Linked DNA regions of Mus musculus: regions 1, 2 and 3 are each linked to region 4. The links are chromatin contacts, called in public Hi-C and Micro-C maps. All regions are on one chromosome and are shown on one strand. Each heading gives the region's core, a stretch centred on a gene start, on an enhancer-like site or on the middle of the called end of the contact. The rest is flanking DNA. Distances are from core to core; before and after follow the strand shown.

Region 1 (6,174 bases), core at 3,172-5,671, 3.2 Mb before region 4:
GCCCATCATTTTCAGTTCATATGTTGGTCCCTTATGCGGGGGGGGGGGGGGGCGGGGGCGGACATAGTGGCGTCAGATGGTGGAATGGAGGTCAGCGTTTGGAGTCAGGAGTAATGAACAGGATGGGCCACTTGGCGAGCTGACCTTTGGACCGGTGTTTATAGATGAAGTGGGTATGATTTTAGGTACACACAGTTGGAAGGGTCAGGTTGTGGGTGGGGGTAGTAGGTAGGATCACCCTTGTGAAACCCGGGGGAATCAAAAATACCCCCCCAAAAAAGTCTAGTGTGCCAGTCTTTGAGTGCAACTACTATATAGTCCTATGTAGAGGGGGTGTGCAGTCGAGTGGGACCCACAGAACCATGTGAAGCATTTGTGAGTGGGTTAAGTGTAAGTGACAGGGACACTGGTGAGACTGGGGATGAGGGGCAAGGCTCCAGTGCCTGCCAGTTCTGATCAACAAGGCGGCCAATCTGGGAAAAATCCACTTTATTGAGTCCATTTACCTCCAAAATGTCCAGCTTTGGGGCTCTGGGGAGGAGATTGGGGACGCCTGCGCCCCTCTGGGAGGCCTGACCTGCATTTGCGTGGTAGATTCTGAAACTCTAGGCTTCTGGTCGGGCACTCTGATGTCTAGACACACTCTGGCCCCTAGCCCCATCATGCCTTGTTCTGCATGGGCCTGGATCGGGGACAGTGGTGCCTGCCAACCTGGCTTCCTTCATCTCTTCAACTTGTTCTGTCTTGCACTTCCTGTGGCAGTCTCTGGGCTGTGGACCACCAGGTCAGCACTCAGTGGTTCGGGAAATAGGCCCTGTCTCTCTAGGCTCCTGCCGGGACACTACCGGACATGGGAGGAGCAAGCAGTCCAAAGCAGCTGCAGGGAGCGCTGCCGCCGCCGCCGCCGCCGCCGCCTCGGAAATCCTCTTCCCTCGGGTCCCCGCCTCCATCCCCCGGAGGCCATCTTCTCCTTGGCCCTAGCGGGCTTTGCGCTGCCTGCCCACTCCCTGCGGCCCCGGCCCCGGGCCCAGCCCCCCGGCAGCAGCGGCTCACCAGACTTGACAGAGCAATGCACGTGGGCCTTGGACTCGTAATACACCCAGTCGAAGCCGGCCTCCACTGCTAAGCGCGCCAGCAGTCCATACTTATTTCGGTCACGGTCTGAGGTGGTGATATCCACCGCGCGGCCCTCATAGTGTAAAGACTCCTCTGAGTGATGGCCATCTTCATCCCAGCCTTCGGTCACCCGCAGTTTCACACCAGGCCACTGGTTCATGACAGAGATGGCCAGTGAGTTCAGACGGTCCTTGCAGCGCTGTGGAGGGGAACGAAGTTCGAAGTTAGGGAAAGGAAGCCACCCGGTGGGGAGCAGGTGACAGAAGATTCGACAGCACTCATGGGACTTGGAAAACTTGGAAGGACCTCTGCCCTTTTCCCTTAGGAGTAGAGGACTCTAAATGTGTTCTCCCAGTCTAGCAGCTTTGAGTCCCCAGGGACCTAGGCCACACAGTGGCGCCACGGATCTGGAGGACGCATGGAGTCATGAACTCTCAGGGGACTCTTCTCCAGTCTGTGGAGATCCACTTGGCTCCCTGTCACTTGCTTGGCGTTTGGATTCGCCACAAGGGTAGCTATGCTTTTCCAGGGCCCGGTTGCTCGGTTTTACCTAGGCATCAAGGTGGGTTGTCTGTCACGAGGGAGGAAATTTTAACAGCCTGCGGGCTGGCCTGCTGGGCATGCAAGGCCAAAGGTGCCCAGTAGGTGTCACCGCAGCCTCAGAGCTGAGGCCACCAGACACCGAGCCCTGCCAGTACGGCAGGTGCAGACCCAACAGCGGCCCGGATCTGGGGGTGGGGGTGAGGGTTGGTAGAAATTTCTAGTTCTTCTTAGATTCCGCCAGCAAGTGACACGAAACGTTCCCGTTGGAACCTTCTTTTGAACCCACACCTGCCTATGCTTAGCTGGAGACACCTCAGGCAGAGAGCCAGTCCCCCTCCTCTCTGACTTGGACACAGGGAGACCCCCTAGAAGGGACCTGTAAACTCTCCCACCTCCACCAGGGTGTAGTGTCCCTATTTAGGAAAGGATGGAGAAATAACCGAGCCTATGATCTCAAGAAACTGGCCCTGAATCCTTGGATCTTCCTTGAACAGCGACACCCTAGGGGGATCATCAGTGGCTGCCTATTCATGAATCCCTGTCCTTTGCCCAAGGGACCGTGCACTTGACTGAAGGAAGGGGGTGGAGTTTCCACCTACGAGGAAGGAGCCCTCCACTAGTCTTTAACACCTAGGTAAGGTGTGAGATCCCGCCAAGTATCTATCAACCTACCTCTGCCCCCACAGAGCCTAGGCCCTTACAGACCCTTGGACTTAACCTCAAGAGCCAACAGTGACTAAATCCATACTGTGCAGCCTGGCTTGAGGGTGCTCACTGCCCTCACCCCCACCGCCCGGGGGTGTAGCTCGGTTCTGGTAGCTCCTTCTAGATCCCTGTGATCGAGTTCTTAAACCTCACTAGCCAGCTGCCGCCTGACTCTTCCCCTCTACCCCCTCCTTCGGGTACAGAGCCTGGGCCCTCGCTGTCAATGATTGCCCAGCCTGTGGCCCGGATCCTTATCTGCATTCCTCGGCGCCCAGCCCGGCCCGGCCACCGGCCAACCTTCGGCCCCGACATCGGCCGGCCGGCCCCGGCGCCAGGGCGCATGCTGAAGGCCGTGGTTAAGCTGCTCTTCCTAAAGGCAGTCTTCTAACAGGGGAAGAGCCGATAGACCCTAGCGGAAAGGGGTGTGTATCTTTCCCAAGGCACACCAGACTTCGGAGAAAGAAGTGTGTGTCCTTGATGTCTGGTGGAGTTGGGTCCTGCTCCGTGCATGCAGAGATAAGTTAGTGTCAGCTCTGCTCCCTGCCTTCCTAGGCATCCCTACTCCTATTTCCAATCTTTCTTGTCCGTGCTACCAAGCTCAAGGATTCCCCAAGCTTGGTCTCAGAGCCTGAAGGCTCCAGCACCCCACCCTTTAACCGCAACCGCGCCGCTCAGCCCTCGCGACAGACACGTGGGCTCCCTCGGCTGGTTCCCTTTCCTACCTCTGTCTCCACATTCGACTTTCTTTCCCCTGCTATTCCTTAAGCCCAGAACCAGCCAAGTCGCTGCTCCAGGAGAGGGCAGCGCAGCTAACCAAGGGCACAAGGGAAGGGAAGGCCACGGGGTCCCCGGTGTCCTGAGCTTCTTCGCCTCAGGGATGCCAAACGGCTTCGTAATGACCAGGGCTGGGCTGTGAGAAATGTTAGGCCGAGAGGGATTTCGTGGTTCCCGGAGGCACAAGAGGCAGCCAGGTCCAGGTACCTTCAAGTTCCAGATTTGACCTGAGCTGCCAGCACTCGCGGGCAGAGGGGCCGCCCGCCAACCTGCGGGGCTTGGCAGCGGCAGAAAGCTCCTCTCAAAGACACCGGGCGGGATCCCGGATGCTAACACTCCCGCGGGGTTCCTTGGCCAGCCCATCTTGGGCAGAAAGACACCCGGGATTCACAAGAAGGGCAGGTGCCAGGGGGCGTGCCAGGCAGTCGAGAAAAAAGGTGCTAGAAGAGAGGATAGGGCCGGGCAGGTGGCGATGCTTCGATGGCGCGCTGGGAGGACCGATCGCGCTCACCTGGGTCATGAGGCGGTCGGCACCCGTGTTCTCCTCGTCCTTGAAGATGATGTCGGGATTGTAGTTGGGGGTGAGCTCTTTGAAGCGCTCAGAGCTGCGCGCGATCTTGCCTTCGTAGCGCCCGCTGGCGCCCAGGGTCTTCTCCGGCACGTTGGGGCTGAACTGCTTGTAGGCAAGAGGCACGAGCTTGCGAGGCGGCCTCCGGCGGCTGCCCACCACCCGGCCCGGCCCGCAGCCCCGCGCCGCCGGCACCAGAAGCAGCAGCAGCAGGAACAGACAGAACCGCAGTCGGGGCCGGAGCCAGGCGGGAGACATGGCCGGGTAGCCCGGGAGAGCAGCGGGCGAGGGCGCCTGGTGGGCTGATAGGTGGGCGCGTGGCTGGGACAGCTTCGGGGACTCAGGCGTCTGGGTGGCTCTTGGGGACTCCATGCGGGGGCGCCATGGGCAGCGCGACGCGGCTCAAGGCCGACGGGACTCAGGTGCGGGGCGGGGGCCCGGGGCCCTGGCTGGTGGCGGCGTGCTGTCCCCCTCGGCGCCTCGACTCTGAGCTGCCCGGCTCGCCGGCCGCCAATAAATAGGCCGGCCCGTTTGTTTTGGCAACGCGGCGACGGCGGGGGGCGGCGGGCGGCGGGGCTGAGGGCCGGCGGGCTGGGCTGGGCTGGCCCGGCCGGCGGACTGAAGGGACCCGCGGTTAGCACCCCGGCCCGGCGGTCAGGCGGCTCGGGCAGAGCGGGAGCTGCTGCCGTCTGCGGCGCAGCCCGGGGTCGAGTGAGAGGGGAAATGGAAGAGATCCGGGCTCGGGACCCGCGCAGACCGCACCCTATCCATGTCCCTGCCTCCTGCGCGCTCGACAGCGAACCTGCAGCAAGGGCAGCACAGCCTCCTCCCCCTCCGGCGGGCGGCCCCAAGGCTAGCCAGCCCTGTCCCGCGCGCTCCTCAGCCGCGCGTCCACCCGCCCGCTGCCCTTTGCGCCCCCTGCGCTGCCTGCGATTGTCCTCCTGACGGGCCTCACCCCACCCTGGTCTCTCCTTCCCGTTCCTTGCGGCTCCTGGGAGCCCCACCAGGCGCAAATCTCCTGGACAGGAGATGCCACCCCCACGGAGACCGCAACCCACGTCGCAGCCGGACGCAAGAGGGGGGTAGTGGCCGGACCGCACAACCGCCTACGGTGTCCCCTGCGGAGAAGCAAACCCGAAAGCTGGAGGTCATTCATAACCTGGTGCCCCACCCTGGCCCTGGCAACATTCCCTTTCTCAGCTTGGAGGAGCAGGGTTCTGTATTGACCTGGTGCACAGCTGGGGACCCTATACTGCCCAGTACAGAACTAGGGGATGCGGGTGGAGGCAATGTAGCCTTGTCAGGAGTCAAATAGGACTGGAAACACTGTTAAAAACAAGGGAGAAAGGCCATACAGAATAACAGCCTGAAGTGGGGACATCCACAGAGAGGGAAGAGCACTGAGCGTGCTGCATAAACAACAAACAAACAAACAAGCAAACAAACAAACGGATCCCAATCCACCTGCAGACGGGCACTGCCTGGGAATCACTCGCTCCTCCTCGTCCTACTTCAGAAGTGTTAGAAGCCACGGACTCTGCAGAGACTGCCCGGGAAGCGAATGAGGGTTGTGCACTTTAATAGAACATCCAGGAAGGCAGATGAATTATAATCTATACTGCCCAAACCAGAAGACGCAAGTGTGTTAACGGGCACAGATCACCACCACAATGTCAAATCTTGTGCTGTTTGCGACGGGTTCCACAAATTTAATAAAGTTATAATTAGAAAGCTCAATCTTCCTCCCTCACCCTCACCCTCAACCCCTTCCTTTCTTTACAGATGGAGTCTCTCACCTACGGAGTCCAGGCTAGCCTTGAGCTCTGGATTCTCTTGCTTCCATTTCCGGAGTGCTGGGATGGCAGGGGAGTAGTACCACCATGCTAGACATGCTAGAGAAATCATGATGCTACACACACACACACACACACACACACACACGTGCGCGTGCACCTTCCTCTACCAAAGGAAACCGTGATGATCTATATTTGAAGTTCAAGTCATTTGTTTTGCTCATGTATTTGAAAGAGGCTCTCAGGTAGCCAGGCTGATCCCTTGCCACAGAGTTGAGGATGGCCTTGAGCTACTGGCCTTCCTAACTCTGCTTCTCACGTGCAGGGTTTACGCGCACTTACAAGGTGCCACTACTGCCTTGCTCGGGATTCAGATCTCAAAGCACCATTGTGTCCTGAGAAAAAGATAGCTTTGGAGTATAGACATTCTCCAGCCTCTCACCTCTACCTCTTAGACAAAGTCTCACTATGTAGCCCTGGATGGCCTGGAATGATGTCTGCTAGGAACACAGGGATATTCCACCAAATGAAACTCCCAAGTCTTTGGGCTCAATTTCTAGATGTAGCCTAGCATGTAAAGTAATCTCAGGGTTATTTTTCAGAGCTTGCAATTGTAAAAAATTGGTAAAAGAAAAAAAACGAGAGAAATAATTGTTGGGCATGAAAGCATGTATT
Region 2 (6,595 bases), core at 725-3,224, 3.4 Mb before region 4:
CAGAGCCCAGGTCCCCTGATGACAAAGACAAATACATTAAAATTCTTGCCTCAGAGAAGAATGCAGGACAGGGAGAGCATTTCATAATCTGCAATAACAGTAGCAGGCTGGGTAAGGGGCTTGAAACTAAGACACTGGATCCCAGGGAGCTGGTCATTGGCCCACCTGCACCTTCTGGAGACACCATACACCTCCTAGCTGCCAGGTTGGCACCAACTCTAGCCCCAGTATTCACTCGGCCTGGTATATCCTTGAATGAGCTATGCCCACGGGTGTGGTGGTGTCCACAGTGCTTGGCACTAGTACTAGTATGAAAGGCTGTGTACAAAATTGCTATGTGCTGGAGCGGTGCAGTGCATGAGAAAGGAAGAAACGTAGGTTGGTCCAGTGTCTGGCTGAGCGCTGTCTCCTCTCTCTGCTCCTTTCCTTCCCCAGAGGGCCTCACACTCTGCAAATCTCCTTATTCAGGACCTTTGACACCCAGAATCCTCATTAGGACTCCCAGAAAACCCAAGGCCTTATTTGTTTGTGTCTAGGCTCCGGTTTTTCCATCCCTTCTCCCTGCTATTCATCTTCTTTCCTCAGATCTGCTCCCCCTCCTGATGTAGGCATCTGTGGCCTTCTCCTGCCTTCTTTCTGGTCCCCCAGTCTCATCTTTGCCCATTTGCCCCACTCTCTGGACGACTCTCTGGACCGGCCCTCCTCTTTGCTCACCAGCGGTGTTTGTCTATCTTGGCACTGTTCTCCGTTTCCACTTCTAAATTCCTCCCCACCCCAAACGACAAGGAACTTTCCCCTCTGGTGTGAAATTTCTGCCACGTGGGCTTAAGGTCCCCTGTTTAAGGTTGATGGGCCCTCTAGATAGCGGTGGCGGGGAAATTGGCTCCTGCTTCGGAATGTCCGCACCACCTGTCCCTCTGCACTCCTGGGGCACGTCGGGGGGCCTCTGCCCCAGGCCAGAGCAGCAGAGGCTGCCGCCCGCTGCCAGCCGCTTGGCTTGATGAATGGAGCTGTCCCTCCTCCCCACGAGGCCTTTGATCTCCCCCCGTGGGGAGGGGGTCAGGGGCATCAAAGACATTTTTGTGGCATTAGAGAATCAGATAAACGCCATCTCACCTGCAGCTGGCTCTCCCACCCCTTCTGCCCTGGCCAAGTTGGGGGAGGAACTTGAGGCTCCAGGAACCCGCGGACAAGTGAGACCTGACCACAGCCAGCGCTGACCCCTCTTCTCTTGGAAGTCAGCAACCTCGGCCCTCCGCCACGTTTATGAGTAGCGAATACTGGAGCGCAGGCCCTGGAGAGGTTCCACTTGCTGTCTTATCTCCCCCACACTGTCCGCCCCCAACATCGGCTGGCTGCGGCTGCAAGGCTAGGGAGCTAGAACCCAGGCCTCGGGCTCGTTCCCTTGCTGGGACAGAGGCTGAAGAAGGGGCAAAAGACGCGGGAGTTGGTAACGCCTCCTAAGTTCGTTGGGCTGGCGATCCAGTTGGACAGCCTTCTACCGAGCATCCTGCGCCCCCGGCCGACTTCCTCCCTGGCCCCCATCTGTATATCCCTACGTACTGTTCCCTCCCCCCAAACTCCCTCATTCCTGGGAAGTTTTCTCTCTTTACAGTCAACAAACCTGTCAAACGTCTCCCAGCCAGTCCCCCTTCCCCAGTTCTTCCTCCCTCCCCCCCTTACCCTTCTCGACTATTCATCCCGCCCCTCCATGCCCCAGGTCCAGGGATGGCAGGGGACAACCCCGCAGAGGCTAGGAGAGGGGCAGGCGGGCGGGACCCGCACCCGTGAGCGCGCGGCCCCGCCCCAGCACCCGCCCTCCGCTGCGCTCTGCGCCCGCCGCCCCGGGGCGCACGGCTCCCTCCCAAGAGTCCCGCCGCCTGACTGTCGCAACTGCCACCCCCGTGGCCCCCCTGTCCCCCTCCCCCGCCCACGCTTCGGCCCCGCTCCCCTCCCACCCCCGCCCCCGGCTCTGATTTCTTCTCTCCAGCGAGCTCCGCAGGAGACACAGGCGCTGGCTGCTGGGTCCGCTCTCCGCCTCCGCCGCGCCCTCCTCGCCCGGGATGGGCCCCCCCGCCGCCACCGCCGCCGGAGCCCTAGTCTCCGGGCCGCCGCCTCGGTCGCCGCGTTTGCCCTGAAGCCCGGTGCCCGCGCGCCCCGGCTCACCCCGCAGCTTCACTCCCCACCCCCAGCCGCCTCCCCGGCCAGACTGCGGTAGAGCTCTCAGGATGCTGCCGCCGGTGCCCTCCCGCCTCGGACTGCTGCTGCTGCTCTTGTGCCCCGCGCACGTCGATGGACTGTGGTGGTGAGTGCTGAGTGGGACTGTCTCCCGCGCAGCTCCAAACACCAGAGGGTGGGGACCCAGAGCCAGTCTTGGGACTTGGCACAGCGATCCTGCTGCCTTCAGGCTCTACCCGCTCCAGGATCCCAGCTATCGGGAGGTTGCACCGGGACCCTCGCAGACAGTTCCTTTCGGGTCTCTGCCCGAGCACTTCTGAAGTGCCACTTTGACGTTCTGTACCCCTGGATACTCTATTGTGTTTTCTTCCCGTATAGTCTTCCTTCCCCCAAAGAAATGTGTCCAATTCGCATCATCAAGGAGTTGGCAGATAGGTAGGGAAGAGCTGTTGGACATCATGAAATCCATAGTGAGAGATTGGGTGAGAACGGGGTGAGGAGGGGTGGGGACGGGCGAGAAGGGCCCTCGAGCTAGATTTGGGGAACAGACAGGAACAAGGTGGAAAGCTCTAAGACAGAGAGAGTCAAACGGCTGCCTCTTGCCCGCGCCTCATTGCCTACCACCTCACCATTGCTGGCCCCTTCAGCATTGGCAGTAGTACAGGAATAGGGAATGCAAATGGGGAAACTGAGTCAGGACTCTGACTTCTCTGCTTTTCCCATAGCGAGTAAGAAAGACAGAGGGGAGATCCCGGAGGCCCTCTCTTCCAGAACTGGGAAGTAAGGAATTTTTTTTTTTTTTTTAATGTGTAGCGGAGGAGGTGTAGGAACTCTTGAGAGCGATCTGATGAAGCCAGTAGGAGCCTGGCCAGCCGAGAGATGGGGTAAATTCTCAGATCCGAACTCTGGGATTTAGCCAGAGCAGACACCTAGACTTCGAGGGTTTCCAAAGCTTTGAGCCTTGAGGGGAAGGACAGAGGAGGGGCAGCGGGGGTGGGGGGCGCCAGGACAACTCAGATCCAAATCTTCAAGACTTTTTTCCTCTTAGTTTTTTAGAGCCACAAACACCCGCCCGGAATAGTTCAGTGTTCAGAGAGGAGGAGGAGGGATTTGGGCAAGAGTGCTGATAGATTAGCCAACCCTAAGAAAGCAAGGACTTCTACATTTGCATATAGCCCCGCCATTGGCTGAATTTCTACCCTCTCAGCCCTCTCACCCGCCTTCGCGGCTTTGGACCCAGGGGTGGGGCAGGCCCATCCCTCTCTTCAACAGAGATTGAGTACTATGCCCACACAGGAAGCTGCTGGCCGCTATCCTTCCGCGACGCGGGAAAGACATCCTCGTGGGTGTCAGTGAGAGGGCTAATACAAGATCCAGGTTCGGGTTAGGAAACATGCGCCTTGAGTTCTTGCTGCAACGCAGTATTTAGCAGTTTTGACAGATGTATCTAATCCCAGTTTAATCTGTGGTCTTGGGTGAATCATTTTCCCACCTTGACCTACAAACTCTCAGCTTTTAAAGAACAATCTCCCTATGTGGCAGGCTTGCCAGGAGGGCTGTGGGGGAAGATCTATAAAATGATCTGACATTAGGAGCCCTCTTCCCAGTCCAGCCTCTCATCTCCCAGGTCTCCTTAGGATGAAAAGTGGGGTTACTTTCAATTCAAAATAAAGAGTAAAAAATAAAAATAAAGTAATGTTTGGCCGTGAGCTCGCTCGCTCTCTCTCCTCCCACTTACACACCTTTCATAATTTTGCCCCTTTTCAATATGTAGGACAGTGCTATCCTTTCTCTCTCGTTCTTCCTCCCCCATTGGTCTAAATTGTTCTTTCTTACAATTAAAATCCCACTTCCTCCATGAAGCTGTCATTCTCCCCACCACCACCACCCTGTCCTTGAGGCTCCCATTATGCCCTAAGCAACTATGCATTTACCGCACTTTACTGACAATTGTCTTCTCTGGAATGTTTTTGCCCTGTTCCTGGAAGGCAAAGCCTTTGTCTGGAGAGCCCTAGAAGCCCCGGTTAGTCTAGGTGCTGGACACAGGTTTATGGAGTGTTGCTTTCTGGATTTGTATCTGTGAAGATCCCTTTGTTCAGGAAGGACTGCTGGGTGGGAGCCAAGCCAACGGCAGAGGGGCCTGGGCCCTCCGGAGACTGACCCTGAGGCTTCGAATCTGGGAGTGGGGGAGGAGGTGAGGAGGGCAGGTGTGGGAGAACACAGGGGCCTTCATGGCCACAGCTGCAGTGAAGAGTGAGAGGCCAGGGTGATAAGATGACCAGCGAATGCTTCTCTCAGATGTGTCTCCGAGAGAACCTGCTCCTCCCACCTGCCTCGGCCCCTCTCTGTCTATTTCTGACACTTAATTCCTTTGGTCTGAGCCCAGGCTGACTTTCACATGGTCTTTGCCTCTCTGCTGATGCTGCTGTCCTAACGTAGGCCTCCTGGTATGGGCTAGCGGGTAGATCGTGTTGGGTGGTTAGCTTGAAGTTCTTGACATTTTCTACCCTACCTCCTCCCTGTTAGAGCTGGGTTCTTCAGGACTGGGGTTCAGGCCCTGCATCACTGACCACCTTCTTTCCCTTCCTTCTCAGGATGATGGCCAGGCCAGAAACTCCATGGGTGGTCAGCAAAGCAGTGTGATCTATGGCAGCCATTTCCACAATCTAGCTGTGGTCAGGATAGGGGCCAAGAGGACTCCAGGGCCTCTGAGTGACTTGACTGCCCAGGTCACTAAAAGAAGGTCCTGGAGAGTGGCCCAGGCCTTGGATTCGCTCAGGGACCAGGCTGCTGGTTCCAAAGAAGTTTTTCTTTCACCTTTCTTTTCCACTCCACCTCCTCCCAGTGCAACGCAAGATTTCTATTTTTAATTTTTCTTGTTTAGTTTTGAGACAGGGTCTTGCTATGTAGCAAATGCATGCCTTCTAAACTCTGCCGCCAGCCTCTGTGTATTTCTCCAATGTAACCATATCTTTGTGAATCACAGAATCCAAGATTCCAGGACACTGGCCAGGCCCTCTTGAGGTCATCTTGTTCAGCCCCTGCCTCCAGGCTGTCCAACCTATGCAAGAATCCTGTCCAGAGAACGAAGCAGGAAAGAGACTCTGGCTCCCAGGTCACCAGCTCACCCTCCTCCTCTGCTCCCTGCTCCCCTCTCCACGTTTGGTCCATCAAAAGCCAAATAGATCATCTCCCTTCTCTCTTCCTCTTCCCTCTCGATGTTTTACCTTTCCTGTGAAAGAAACGTATCTGCCCCCCCCCAGCCCCTGTCCACTAGGAAGAAGCCGCCTAATCTGCCCCTAGCCATCCCACTTTGTCTCCCCCCCTTATGGAAAAGAAGCCAGAGCTAAAGGTTAAGGACAGCCTCACTGCTGACCCCACAGGGAGACAGGAAAAAGACCAGACTTCTTCCTGATGCTCAGGTTTTCTAGTTACTCTCTGCCGTACCTTTGTGTGTTCACGTTGGTCCTGGTCGCTAGGCCATTCTGTCTTGATCTGGGGCTCCTGACCCTTCCTGGTCAATGCTGATGCTGGCTCTCATCAAGCCCTAGAGTAGGGATGGCTTGGGGGTGGGGTAGCTATCCAATCCCTTCCCAGGCCTCACTCAGCCTTGGCAGCTTCCCCTTCAGAGAGACAATGAGGCTGTGAGCAGAAAAGGGCAGGGGCAAAAGGAGGCTGGCTTGATCCCGGCCAGAGCATGCCCTGGGCCCACCAGAGTCCTGGCACTGTGACATTTCCTGGGGGGTGAGGCTCCCTTCTGCCCCATTCTCATCTGAAGCCAGGAGTTGGTGGCTGGAGGTCAGAGGGAGGCCCCATCACCAGGGCCCAGCAAGGGGGATTCCAGAATGTGTACTTTGATGGGGAAGTGCAGCTGTGGAGGGAATGGGGCAGGGCAGCAACCAGCCCAGGCCAGCCAGCAGGAGGCCTCGGGAACCAGATGCCCGCTCTCTGCAGACTGGGGAGAGCGCCCCCTAGCCCGGTATTTTTTTTTTCCTGGTCAGCTGGGAGCGTGTGAAGAGAACTGTGGCCAGGGGAGGCATCTTTGGCTGGTTCTATGAGCTCTGAGGTCTCTGTTTAATCTAGAATTTGATCTGGAAAGGACTGAGACATAACCTAGTCTGTTATGGTCACTGGTGAGTGTAGAAGATCCAGGGACAGGAGGGGACTTGCCCAGTGCTAAGTCTGCGTGTTGGGAGACAGTGGGGCTGAGTCCTGCTCCTTTTCAGTGTGTGGTGAGAATGGGAATCTATCCGGATGAGGGCCAGGGCCTGCACAGGTCCCATTGCTCTCCATCAGACAGGTGCTCTTCATTCTACATGCAAGAGCAGAAGGTAGGGCAACTGCCCACTAGGTGTCCAGTGGACAGCATTGTTCCCAGAGCTTTGGCCAGTGGGAAACCCTTTTGCCCAGTGAGGTC
Region 3 (6,389 bases), core at 671-3,170, 4.1 Mb after region 4:
GCTGGAGGCACGCACCCGGAAGGAACCTGGTTTCCCACCCACCATACTGGCAGGGGAGGTGGCAGTGATGCTCTCAGTTCGAGATCTCCGAGTCAGTCCCACCTGGCTGGGTGGAGGGTTGTTGAGATGGTGCCTGCGCAGGGGAACGCTGATGGGGTTGGAGCAACTGGATGAAGACTGGCTTTTGCTGCGAGGGCGAAACTCATCGCTCATGGCCCTCATTGCCTCTAGAATGGTCTCATGCATGTTCTGGGCCACCACGGAGTCATCCACTTGCATCCAGAACTCGCCAGGCCCTGTCACAGCGGAACGCCCCACCTCGATGAAGAAGAAGTTCTCTGAGTGGCCACAGCGTCTGATATTCATCAGCTGCAGCACCACAGCGGCTGCCTCGGAGTTCAGCTTCACAAAGCTGATGGTCTTGCTGGTCAGGCAGAGGCGGTAGATGCCAATCAGGTTCTTTGTCTGACCCAGGCCCTTGGGTTTCAGGATAACCTGCCAGACCTCCTTGAACGCGGGTCCTGGACCCGTGTCATAGCTCAAGTCCTCCCCTGCCTCTCCAACGCCAGAGCTGCCGCTGCAGCTACCGCCGCAGCCTCCTCCAGCCCCGTCATGGTGGGCCTTTGCCCGATTATGCAGCTGCAGAAGAGCCTGGTACCAGCTGTCTTGCTCAGCCTCGCTATCCGCGGCAATGGCAAAGTGTTCGTCTCGGGTGTAGAGAGCCACCAGGTGCTTGTTCTTGGAGTCAGCCCGCTTGTTGATGTTGAAACAGCTCTCGAGGGGGATCGAGCGTTTGGGGGCGCTCGACTTGTGCCGCCACTTCTTCTCGTTCTCATAATACTCCAGGCGCGCTGGGCCCCCGGCCTCGCTGGCCGCCCGCAGCACGAAAAAGCGCTTATGCATACTCTTGGGCTTGCGCAGGTAGCCCACCTTGCGCACGTCTGAGAAGCCATCGGTATCCGGAGGGCTCGCCATGCTGCTGCGGAGCAGAGGGAGGTGTTGAAAAACTGGGTGAGGGGTGGCTTCTCAGTGCGGCCCCGCACATGCACTCCGGGCTGGAGGAAGCTCGCAGAAATTCTGACTCCAAAATTCACGCTGTTCCTGGAGCTGGGGAGGGGCAGCCGAAGGACGAGGTAACTGCGCCAAGGAAGATAGCCTGATCCGAGTTTAAGGGCGTTTCATGCCCAGAGGGAAGGGCAGTGGGTCTAGGGTGAGTGCAGCCGCAATCTTCCGAGGACTATGTCTCCCCCAGTCCCTGCAGCAGAGAAGGAGCTATGGTGCATCCCTTGCCGCCCCTGGTCGAGTCCGATGTAGGGAGGCAGCGATGGCCCGAGGAGTCCCCGCTTGGCTCTCTAGGCGCGCGCGCCTTCCCTCCCGAGTTCCCCTCTGGAAGTAGCGATTCCCGAGGCAAATTAAATATCCTTGGGCAGGGGGAGGCGGGCTGCCAAGTCCCAACGTTGCACCGGGTTCTCCCTCCTCCTTCTCCTCCTCCTCCTCTGCCTCCTCCCACCCTTCAACCGTCCCCGTCGCCACCAGCCGCCCAAATACCAGCTCAATCGCAGAGACCGCGGCGCTGCGGCTGTTGCTGCTGCTGCTGCTGCTGCTGCCGCCCGAGGACGCGTCCTCTGCAGCCCGCACTCGAGCCCATCTCGGCGGGCGGGGAAAGTGGCTTTTCCACGCGCAACGCTACTGGGCAGCTGGGGGAGCAGGGGACGGTCCAGAGGGACAGGCTCATCCCTGCCCCTAGCTCCAGTCCGCAAGGGAGGAGGGGAGGGGACGAGGGAGGGAGGCGGGGAGCGGGGGAGGTTTGGGAAGAGATCGGGGAAGACGCCCGGTCCTCCCGAGGCGCAGCCGCTGCAGTTACTTCTCTCCTCCTCCCTCCTTCTCCTCCCTCCTCCTCCTCCCTCCTCCTTCCTCCTCCTCGGAGAGTTGCCGAGAGCCCCAACCAAAACAAGCGGCGGCTGCGGCGGCTGGCACCGCGCGCTGGCCCTCTTCAGACCGCGCCGCCGTCTCACTCCAGAGGAGCAAAACACGTGACGGAGCCTCTGCGCTCAGCAGCCTGGCCGCCGCCGGGAGGCTCCAGCCCGGGTCTCTCTCCCTCTCCCTGCTCGCTCTACATTCCGGGCCGAGCCCGCCCCACGCCCGCCCCTCTCCACCCCCTGGCCGTGCCGCAGAGGCGCCCGCGCTGGCCCTTTGCTGCAGCGCTCGGGCAGCGCCCCTGCGTGGCCGGCAGAGCCCGGGGCGCTGTGTCTCCCACGCCCGTGCCACCCAGAGCGCCCCCGGCCCGTAGGAATCCCCGCGGCGGGAGGGCAGGCTTGTTTGGGTGGCTACCGGAAAGCAGGAGGGGAGTCTGGGAAAACGGGAGGGGGGGATCTGGGGAAGACGCAGGAGTGAGGGAGGGGGCAGTGAGAGGGGGGGTGCACTGCGGCTGCAGAGCCCCGAGAGGGTGGGGGCGCTGGGGCGGAGGGGACGCGGGTGACCTGCTAGCTCTCACCCAACAGGTAAAGGCGACCCCCGGGAGGCAGCTGGATGTCGGTGTCTGGGTGAGAGGCCCTGGTAGGGAGATCTACATTTTTGTAAGATTTTCTAAAGGACTTCTGAGCCAGTCTTCCACCTGGAATCTCCGGACGTACCGTGGTGAAGCACCTGGAAGAAACAGAGAGGGACGCCCAAGGGCAATGACTGTTGGCTAGGTTAGGGTCTCTCGGAATCGCGACCTGGGATCTCACACCTGGCACTATTAGCCGCTGATCACTAAGGAAATAAAATGTAAAAGTCACCATTTCTCTTCCTTCATGCAGGTGAAGAGGGATTCACACTTAAGGGTTAGTTAGTGCAAAAGGTGGGGGGCGGGGGCTGGAGGAAACCTGGCACCCCTTATCACATTCGTAAGTCTATTTGTGATTTTTTTTAAAGATGTAAAGGACCTTCAGAGAGTTCCTAAGTGTACACCCTTACTGTGTATATGTTAGCAGATGTTTGTTTCATAGTTTGCACGAGCATTAGACGACCCTATACACTTTTAACCTTGACCACAAGGATAAGTGGGAGACAAGGATAAGTGGCTAGGCTGCACAGGAAAATGGGTACTTCTTGATGAAAACGGGTCAGCAGCCTCTTTGCAAAGCCTATTTCTTAGTCTCACCACAAGCAGACGCTCCCCAAAGTTTTTTTTTTTCTTTTTCTTTTTAAGATGACCTATAAATCAAGCAGGGTGTCCCTGTCTAGCCCAACCGGCATTAAAGACCTACAAATGTGACGTTGCTCCCAGTGCTTAAAGCCATTCTACTCTAGCCATGGGCGGTTCTAGTTTTCCACCTCTTTTCCTAAGCCAGGAACCCTCTCAGCCTCCCGCTCTCCAGCACTGCAGGTTGTTTGCAGTGAGACGCAGCAGTAAAGGTGCTGGGCATGCTCAATCCACTAGACTGCCTGGCTTGGAGTAGGGGAGGAGCGGATGGGTAAAGGGGGCTGCGCGCCTCAGCATAATGCGGCTAGAGAGGCGGGGTGAGGTTCCTGGGGCAGCCTGCTGATTGGTGGAGTTGCCTGTCTTTCCTGTCTTGCACAGATGCGGTAAAGGGGAGAGAGGGAGAGGGTACAGATGTAGGCACTGGCGCCATTCAGATGCTTGCGGTACTTGAATTGGGGTATTCCGCATCTGTAGGTGTCACCTCCTCTCGAAAGCTCAGGAGCCTCTGTTTTCTCTTTTCACCTCCTTTATCATGCAGTTTCTCCTAAACCTGGTTAATGGATTATGCGGTACACATTGAATTGATAGCCTTCATTTTTCCCCTCTGACAGCTTGGTGATGCGGGCACATGTGCCCACTACAGGAAGGCTATAAATAGCAAGTAATTTGGAAAAGGTACGGAGACTGCAATAGCAAGAAGAGGACTCTAAAGATTTGAAATGCATTAGGGGTTGGGAGGATAGCAACTAGAGATATCTGAAGTTAGTGTAGCAGAATAACAGTGTGTGTGTGGGGGGGGGGGGGGAATAAACAGCTAGTCTAGTCTAGCAACTGCTTAATCTAGATTAGTCCACAGGGAGGGGACCTCGCATTATGTAGGAAAGCACTTCAAATCCAGACTTTAACTTTTAAAATTACTTCCTTCCTGACCTCTGTCACCAACCAAGAACAAACAAAAAAGAGAGAGGGGGAAAAAGGAGGTACCTTTATGGAGGAAAGTATTTTCTTGAAGGAGGAGACAACAAAAAAAACAATTTAATTTGGAAGATTTTTATAAGTCATCTTCACAGAACATTAGGGTGTTTATGATATAAAAGTAATGTTATTCTGACTGAAGAAGAAGTAGACCATCTGCTCTGAGGTGCCCAAGGCCCTGGATTGGATCCCCAGTTATGTACACAGACAGACACACAGACACAGACAACCAGATCGTTGTAACAAACTGCTCACCAATCAGTGAAGTTTAACACACACACACACATACCCTCACACACACACAACTCACTCGAGTTTCATTACAAATCTTAAAGGCAGCTAATGTTCAAACTATACTACAGTAAGTTCAGTTCTTTGTACTTTTTTTTTAATTGATGGCTTGAGATAACTCTAGGAATACAAATTCACATTTGATTCACATAAATATACAGAAGAGAAAGGTAGGCTTTTGTGGAACTCAGGTGAAGTCGTGTTGAGCAGATACGTGTATTATCCTGTCACCTTATGCTAAATTAGTCTTGTGTATTGTAATGAAAATTTACACCCAAGAGAAAATTCACAGAACAGGCAAGCAACCAATTACCAAATAAGTTGCTCAATGCTGCCATCTCTAGGACAGCTAGAAACCACTTGCGCAATGAATAAAGGAATGCTGTCTGCATTTTAAAACATTGACTAGAAGCGCTGCCAGAACTAAATTGACATATTGATGTCTTCAATACAGTCATGATAGTGAGAATTAAAATTTTACGTGTCTTCGGTGCATATTTGATTAACATATCTACAATTACTGTTAAAATAGGAAAATGGCCAGTGTATGATGTTACCAAGAAAATCATATAAAAATGTCAGTTATTAGATACATATATGATGTACATATACATTGGTATATATATATATATATGTATGTATCAGTAGACATGTTCCTTAATACAAATAGGTCATCACTACAGAAACCACTGGAAACTCAGTTAATTGTGGCAATTTGGAACAATGCTTAAAGGAAAATGAAAACTCATGGATTTTTTTTAAATTGAAGGATTGCATTATTTTACTATATCTGCATAGTTGCAGATATTTGAAAGCCTCCTCTGCAAAGCCACCCAAACCATATGAGATACATTCTTGCAGTTTGGGGATCAACAATACAAAATAATTGAATCTGCTATATTGAGGCTTCTCCCGCCCCAGGATTTAAAATAAATAAATAAATAAATAAATAAATAAATAAATAAATAAATAAAATAAAGGTCCTGCTTGAGCAGGTTCCCATAGGTAGGCGAGAGGTCTCTGTAGTTACCATGTTCTCAGTGCTGCTGATTCCACAGACTCCTATTTCTGATGATGGATTGAAAGGCACAACAGTGAGATGCTATGAGATGCAAGCAGAGTACTCACTTCACAGCTCTATGCAAGCTTAAAGAGAACAAGGGCAATAAACATTCTACTTAACTGAGCTCTCACTGTTTGGGGACTTCTCTATTCAATCACTGGTATCAAGCGTGGAGAGCTATTCTTTCCATGATGTAATTAAAATATTGCAGATTTCTGACCTCCTCCCAGCCCCAAAACAACTTGTAGTGAAAAAATACCCTCATCTAAAGCAATATGAAGAGACTCCTACTTATGCAGAATTTTAAGCAATATTGGCTTACACACAAAGGGGAAATTTTTAATTAGCTGCTACCGAATTACAGAAACATACAGCTTACCTAATAAAGGTCTCTATCTCTGGGTTCACTACAGCTGGGTGGAGCAGGCAATGACCCACGCTTGGGTGCATCTCACAGCAGCTTTGAGAAAAGTCAATTTCTGGCAATCGGCTGGTGAGAATCCATCTCTACTCTCGGTCTGGATTTCACTCCGTATCCGGGGAATTCACGGAGGGTAAAAGCATGGAGTGCTAACCCAGGATTTCAGAAATATATTAATCCCTTCAAAAATGTCAAAACTTTCATCATTTGGTTTCTATCAAAGCAGGAAATAGGCAAATGGATGAAATTGGGGAAAGGGAAAGTAAAAACTCAATGCCATGATTTAATTCTTCCATTTCAGGAATTGTACTGGTTGATGCTGTTTTTCCGGAGGGAAGATCAAGCATGGCATATTTCTAAATAGTCTTTATTTCCTTTTTCATTTTAATTTTCTTTGCATCTTTCTAGAACTGTACGTGAATGTATATGTAAGCATGGGTGCCTTAGTGCAT
Region 4 (6,369 bases), core at 3,301-5,800:
AGAGGAGCGCACACGATTGAGAAGCATGGAAGGAGGGGGAAAGATCCCAAAAGACACCTCAAAGGCCCAGCTAACGTACTCAACCCTCTCCCTACCCTTGAGCAGGGCTCAGTGCTGTGTTCTGCATCTGTGAGCATCCGGGGCTTCTGCCTTCTCTCGGTCTTAAACTGCTTTTCTCTGTCTCCATCTTACGTTAAAACCCTCACACTTTCGTGGGGTTTTAATTACTTAGACTGGAGATGAAACCTGAAGATCTCGCACCTCCAATTCAGAACCGAGAAAGGTTCCTCCTGCCCCTCTCCGAGGATCGGTTGGCTACTTGTCTCTGAACACTCTAAAGAGACTTCTTCCACCAGCTTCACCCTTCACCGTCCCCCCTCCCCACCTGAAGACACTGGTCCCCCGCAAAGGCCTGGGAAGAAGAACCACAGAGGGCCTGTCGCCTGCAAATCAACTTGTTTTGAGGATAGAAAGGGTTTAAGTTTCAACTGCAGAATCATTCCCTATTGTAAAAATCAAAAGAAAAATGCATTCTCCCGATTTATTTTTTCCAGATTCCAGTCTGGTAAACAAATCCATGCTCTGAAATATATCGTTCTTACAGAGGGGGAAAAAAGGGAGTTTCCTTTTAATTAAAAACAAACTCTTCCCGCGCGCAGGCCTAGCGCTGGTCCTCCCTTCCCCTGGACCTCTCCCAAGCTGCCACGATGCTGGTCGGATCCTGGAACTCTTGGGAAAATCATGCCCGGCCCGAATTTTTCACCCCTTTAGCTCCTCAGCCAACTCTCCACTGGTACCGCTTGGATCTCCCTTCAGTGAAAGTTACCAAAACATTTGTTTCTCTTTAGAAGGGAACATCAATATTAATCTTTTGGTCTGCGCCCCGCATTTCCTTCCAGCCTTCTTAGCAGAAATCCGTGGGGGGTGGGGGGAGCGGAGGGGGAACCTCAGAGGTCATCTCCCAAGACGCCACCCTGGGGACCAGCAGATCACCCACTGCTCCATAAAACACTAAGAATGTCTGGCTTGTAAATATTTCAGGTCAGCCTCCCAATAGCCAAGATGGATAATTGGGGTGATTTTATGGCTGGCACGACCCGTTGGAGTATGAGCCTGACGGTCGCGCCTCCGGGAGAAGTTAATGGACCCAGTACCTGAGGGCACAGTGTTCCGATCACAGACAGCGTCCTTGAGCAATTTGTCTCTGATTTCCCAGCTAAACATGCCCGGGTTCTCTCTTTTGTATTCCTCAATTTTCTTCTCCACGTCAGGCGTTGTCACCTGCTTTAAGAGAATAGGCGGATAGTGCGTTGGTACCCAGTATCCTGGGTCAGACACGGTGCCCCAACCTCGTGGCTTTTCTGATGCTCTTTCCTGTATTTTCTTGGAATGTCCCTCTGCTTAGCCAAAGGACTTTAATTCCGTTTAGACAGGAGATGACAGGAAATTATCCCACTCGGTGCGGCCTGGAGACCCTCCACCTGCCCAGAGATGCTCGGGAACCAAATTAAATTAAGGGGAAAAAAATCTAACAGCTTGGAGGTGAGGGAGGATTGTACTTTCTGGTACCTAGAAAATCCTCTCGGAATCCGCACAAAAACGAAACTAAAAGGAGAACGTTTGAAAAAGCAGCAATAAATAAATAAATAAATAAATAAATAAATAAATAAATAAATCAAATTAGATAAGGTCCATGGAGATCAGATCTAAGCTAAGGGCAGATTTGGGTGAGATTTAAAAGGACGTGTATGTATCCAGGTTCTTGTGTTGTTGTTGTCGTCGATGCTGTTTTCAATTAGACAAACATGGATAATTTGAAAGGATGACTCTTCCACCCACTTAAATAAAAACTGTGTCCTAAGATTCTCAGATTAGGAGAGAAAATAGGGAGGGAGAGGGATTGTGTTTGGGAGTCTTCAGTGTGCCATATAGCCCATTTGATTTTGCACACACACACACACACACACACACACACACACCCGCCGCAACTAGAAAAAAAAAATTATACCGGCCTCTCTGAATAATCCAAAGAGAAGGCAGACCCTGTATGATCTCTTCCCACTCCCTAGCCAGCAGAACTTTTTTGCTTTTTCAAAGAAAACTAAAATAAATCGAGGATCTCACCAAATTGATTTGTTTAATGGAGTCAAGAGGCTTATTATTAAAACACACACACACACACACACACACACACACACACACATCTTAACAGCCCTGACTTTTGACTTCTTGAGAACAATTTGCAAGGGAGGGAGATTCAAAGCTGGGAAAGAAACTATCCAAGAATTAAACCGAGATGTTTAACTTCATACTAGGAAGGCAGTGCAGTGAGTGGGAAGACTCTGTGGGAAGTTGGAAATCGGGGAAATAACTTGATGAGGGCTCTAATGCTCCCAGGCATTAAAATCTAAAGTTAATCTTCCTTTGCTAAAAGTGCCAGCCCTTTTCAGTGTAGAAGGACCACCACCAACCATAACAACTGAGTTCTACACACACACACACACACACACACACACACACACACAAACACACACACACACACACACTCCTTCCTAGATTTGAAAACTAGCGCCCTTTGAAAGTCCCTTGCTCTCTTTAGAACGCGCCCACTCTGGACCCGCTGGATCACAGGCCCTAAGTCCACGAAACCAGGTCCCGGGCTCACCTTGGGTTTGCTGCCGCCGATGGCACCAGGTCGGATGGAGCCTGTCTCCTGGTACCTGCACAGGATCTTAGAGACGCAACCATGGGACACGCGAAGCTGGCGAGAAATGACGCAAGGCCGAATGCCATGGTGGGCCATCTCCACTATCTTGTGGCGGATATGGTTGGGCAGAGGCCTGCCGTTGATAAATACTCCTCCGAGCTGGTTGACTCGGCCCTGGCCAAGAGGGGTGGACACTGGGAAGAGATGGCGAAAGGAGAGAGCCCGAGAAAGTCATTTAGGAAGAATAGAAAGCAGCAAAAAGAACCTAATTCTGCATCCTTCTGGCCAATTTGCCTGTGACAGTTAAAACACAAACCACCAAGCTCTGGGCTCCCAGTCCCGGACCCTTAAGGTTCTATTTATTCAAATAATTACCCGATGCAAGGTCATATAATCTTTTGGAAATTGAGCGATCGGAATGAGGTAACTGGCTGTAGAGAAACTGTATTTTCTCTTTTATTTGGGGGAGGGGGGCTGTGCTGCAAGTTGGAGGGAGACCTAGGACTGATGTCTAAAATGTCTTGCGATAACTGCCTCAAAGTCCTGAGAAGGCAGAGGTCCCGATAAGGGTATAGTAGGCAAGGGTTGGGGAGGCTCCCGAAAGGAGACACAGGTGACAGCAGGTATCACCTGTTACACTTAAAAAATAAAAATGGCAGCGAGCCTAGCTGTGGACACCACTGCCGAAATGACCGCCCTTGCACGTCACGTTTTACTCTGGATCGAGGTCGAAGGGCTCCTCCAGAACCCCAGTCTCCTGCTTTTACTTCCCAAATTATTTGGTCGGGTTCGGGTTTGCAGTAATTTCTACCTCCCCGAAATTTCCCAGCACCTTTAAGCAAACCGAAAGGCATTGCCAACCATTTTAGAAACTTCGAGATGCCACTTGAGTTGAGTGGAATTTGCTAATCAATGCTAAAACTTTTCAACTAGGAAGGGCCACCAGAATTTTTCACAGCAGGAAAATTCTTGCCGAACTAATAGTAGTTATTCAAAAGTGAACGCAGCCCGCACAATTTCGTAGCAACTTTAGGTGAACAGAAAGAGAACTTGCTTCCGGCGCTGCGAAGCTTGTTCACCTTTCTCACGGCAGCAATTCCGAAACAACAGGGCAAAGTGGAGCCGGCAGGAGCAGGCCAGGCAAGCTCCGAGAGCTTGTAGTGAGCTTAGCACTCCGTTTGCAGCCAGAACGTGAAATGGGGCTTCTCCCGCTCTCCACGAGAACCCCCTCCCCACTTTTGCTTCTTGGGTTGAGAAGTACCACGGGAAGAGGCTCCCGGTAAGGCACGAGTGGAGGCCCTGGAGACCAGGATTGGGGTGCGGCAGCCAATCCCAGGCCCGGGGATCCGGACGAGCTGAGGCCCTAACATACCTTCCAGCGGGAAGCCGCTGCGTGGGTAATTCTGCCCCGGGCCGGGCCGCATCATCCTGGGCACAGCGCCGGCCAGCGTGGTCATCCTGGGGGCAGCTTCGCTCGCAAATTATATCCAGGTGAAGGCGAGACGAAAAAGCGAGCACAGTGCGGCGGGTGACCCTCGGGAACTCTCCGGATCTCGGAGAGCTCCTCCCCCAAAAAAGGCCAGAGAGGGAGGCGGGGCGCGGGGAGGGGGGCGCTAATAGATCCAAGTCCACAGGCTCCAGAGGAGTCCCTTGAGTGCAGGATCCCAAGCCCAGGGCGGACGAGTTTGGTGCGAGTCTAGCAGATCGGCCCCTCAGCTGGGGCTACTGGCAAAGGTGCTCACTGCACCGCGAAGATCGGGTGAGGGAGGGTGGTGACGAGGCAGGAACACGTCCCAAGTCTCCTCCCGTCGTGACACCGAGTGCAGGGATCCGGACTAGGGAGCATTTATTAGTTCTTTCACCCAAAGCTTGATCAGGAGCCCTGAGCTGCGATTGGCCGAGGAGGAGACCGTCCCGGGTGGCAAAGACACGCGCTGATTGGGCGACAGAAGCTACTTTCTCTTCCCATCCCTGACGGTCCCCAGGCCTCCGCCGACCCAGAGGGGGACTAGCTCTGTGTCCCTTTCTCAAGAGAAGGGTGGACAGGTTGAAACTAGGAGAGGCAGCTTGGGTGGCAAGAGCCAGTGAGGATGGAAAAAGGCTCGCGGTGTCCCTGTCCCTCTACATGAGATTCAGCCTTGATCATCTTGGTTTTCTATTACTCTGTCCTAATCTCTTTCCGCCTTTCTCTGGAAACCTTGCTATATCCGCCCCTTATTTCCTCTGTCTGCCCCTGCTTTTCACCTGTGGATTTCGCTTCGGGATTACTAATACGGAGATGGCGGTGGAGCAAATTTGGAAAGGGGCACAGAGAATTCCGGATGTGTTTCCTTTTCCTTTCTCTGGTCTGCCTCTGGGCCTGAGCTCCCTATGTGAGCCTCCCAGAAAGGCATCTCTCAGGAAGAGTCCAAGATGTGCCCAGAAGGTCCTTTTGTCTTTCTTAGGCTGGGAATGAAAGACAGGTGGCATAGCCATGACAGAGACTGAAGAGGTTAGGCCTCCCCTGGGCTCCAAGTTGCAAGCAATGGGGAAGCCAGCTCCTTTTCTTGGTTTAAAAACCCTTCTGAGAAGCGGGGACTTTAAATCTCCACGTACACATTCATCCCCGATGCACTTGCATCTATATGTTGAGGTTTTGCCCGGGTGCAGCGTTTGTTCTCAGGAATTTATTATGGCATTCAGACTAAACTGCTGGAAAAATAAAAGAAGCAACGTCTTGGCTAGGAGCTGAAGTGTCCCCAGCAGGATATGACGCCAGGAGTGTTGTAAAGACTGTCTGTCCTTAGAGAAGGTACCATTGTGCCTAGCCTTTTATTTATAACTTGGTAAGTGCCAGCGAACACTCCTCCCTTACACCCCCCTCCCGTGCCAGCCCCACGTTCTGCGCTGCTCTTTATTCCCTCAAGTCTATTCAGGGACTGTCACTCTGGGGCCGAGAGGTATTCAGGGCCTTAATCAATCAAAAGGATGAGAATCAGGCAGGTTTTTTCCCCTTTGAAATAAAGGAAACAATGACTTCTGGGCTTCAAGTTCCCTTTTCTTTTTATGATATTTGAATTTTTCCTGCCCCTGAATCCTCCAACCCTCTCTCCATGTCCTCCCCCCCCCCATCTCCTTTGACAGTTTTGATGTGAACTCAGGCCCCCAATCCTACTTGCCCACCCCCTAATTAAGGCAAACTCAAGGGGGGGGGGCGTGCGTGTAGTTGTTCAAAGTCCCTGAGCTGGCCCTTTAAGAGTTCACTCCCAGTGGAGAAAGCTGGGTAGCTCTTTGCTCCCCCTGAAGTCAAAAGGGCTTATCGACCCTGGGAGCAGGCGAGACGGGCCTCTGGGGACTCCAGAAAATGTCTGGACACCCCACCCCCACCCACCCACATTTGGGGAGGAGCATTAGAGCTCACAGTGGAGAGAGAGTCCAGAAGCTGTTGGCCCGCAGAGCTGCTTAACCAAGTTTTATATAAAATAATTCAATTTGTCAAGGCGGGAAACTTTCTCACTTCCTTTCCCCCTACCCCTGGTCTGGAGTCCTTCAAAGTTTGGGTACTTGTTTTCGAAAGCACCATACACCCTTGCCATCTGAGGAACCAGACTTTTCCAAGATTTTTGCCCTCTCAAAGTTGAGCAGAGCCGAGTTTAGCACTTTGTCTGGTCAGCTTTAATCAG

Evidence for each region. A called contact is a pair of places that touch in the nucleus more often than the background predicts.
Region 1: a contact with region 4 is called in a Micro-C map of embryonic stem cells, with 6 times the contacts expected there. The contact joins the promoter of Ihh here to the promoter of Pax3 in region 4. A contact is called at or near these places in 2 of 39 promoter capture datasets (cranial neural crest and embryonic stem cells) and 4 of 484 Hi-C or Micro-C datasets (all in embryonic stem cells).
Region 2: a Hi-C map of embryonic stem cells shows a contact between it and region 4, with 5 times the contacts expected there. The contact joins the promoter of Wnt6 here to the promoter of Pax3 in region 4. A contact is called at or near these places in 4 of 39 promoter capture datasets (cranial neural crest, embryonic stem cells and second pharyngeal arch cranial neural crest) and 6 of 484 Hi-C or Micro-C datasets (embryonic stem cells and epiblasts).
Region 3: a contact with region 4 is called in a Micro-C map of embryonic stem cells, with 17 times the contacts expected there. The contact joins the promoter of Irs1 here to the promoter of Pax3 in region 4. A contact is called at or near these places in 8 of 484 Hi-C or Micro-C datasets (LSK cells and embryonic stem cells).

The regions. Positions count from the first base shown.
Region 1 is chr1:74,947,251-74,953,424 of GRCm38.p6, forward strand. Ihh (Indian hedgehog) reads right to left here and starts at 4,422. Exons shown (of 3, transcript NM_010544.3): 1 at 3,650-4,422; 2 at 1,054-1,315. The coding sequence starts at 3,964.
Region 2 is chr1:74,769,918-74,776,512 of GRCm38.p6, forward strand. It overlaps Wnt6 (wingless-type MMTV integration site family, member 6), which reads left to right and starts at 1,975. Exons shown (of 4, transcript NM_009526.3): 1 at 1,975-2,305. The coding sequence starts at 2,229. Gm29539 (a long non-coding RNA gene) reads right to left here. Exons shown (of 3, transcript XR_373524.4): 2 at 5,626-5,801; 3 at 5,026-5,252.
Region 3 is chr1:82,289,519-82,295,907 of GRCm38.p6, forward strand. Irs1 (insulin receptor substrate 1) reads right to left here and starts at 1,921. Exons shown (of 2, transcript NM_010570.4): 1 at 1-1,921. The coding sequence starts at 975.
Region 4 is chr1:78,192,586-78,198,954 of GRCm38.p6, forward strand. Pax3 (paired box 3) reads right to left here and starts at 4,551. Exons shown (of 8, transcript NM_008781.4): 1 at 4,080-4,551; 2 at 2,666-2,901; 3 at 1,155-1,284. The coding sequence starts at 4,164. RefSeq lists a promoter at 4,115-6,105, an enhancer at 5,270-5,880 and cis regulatory regions at 5,270-5,502, 5,658-5,880.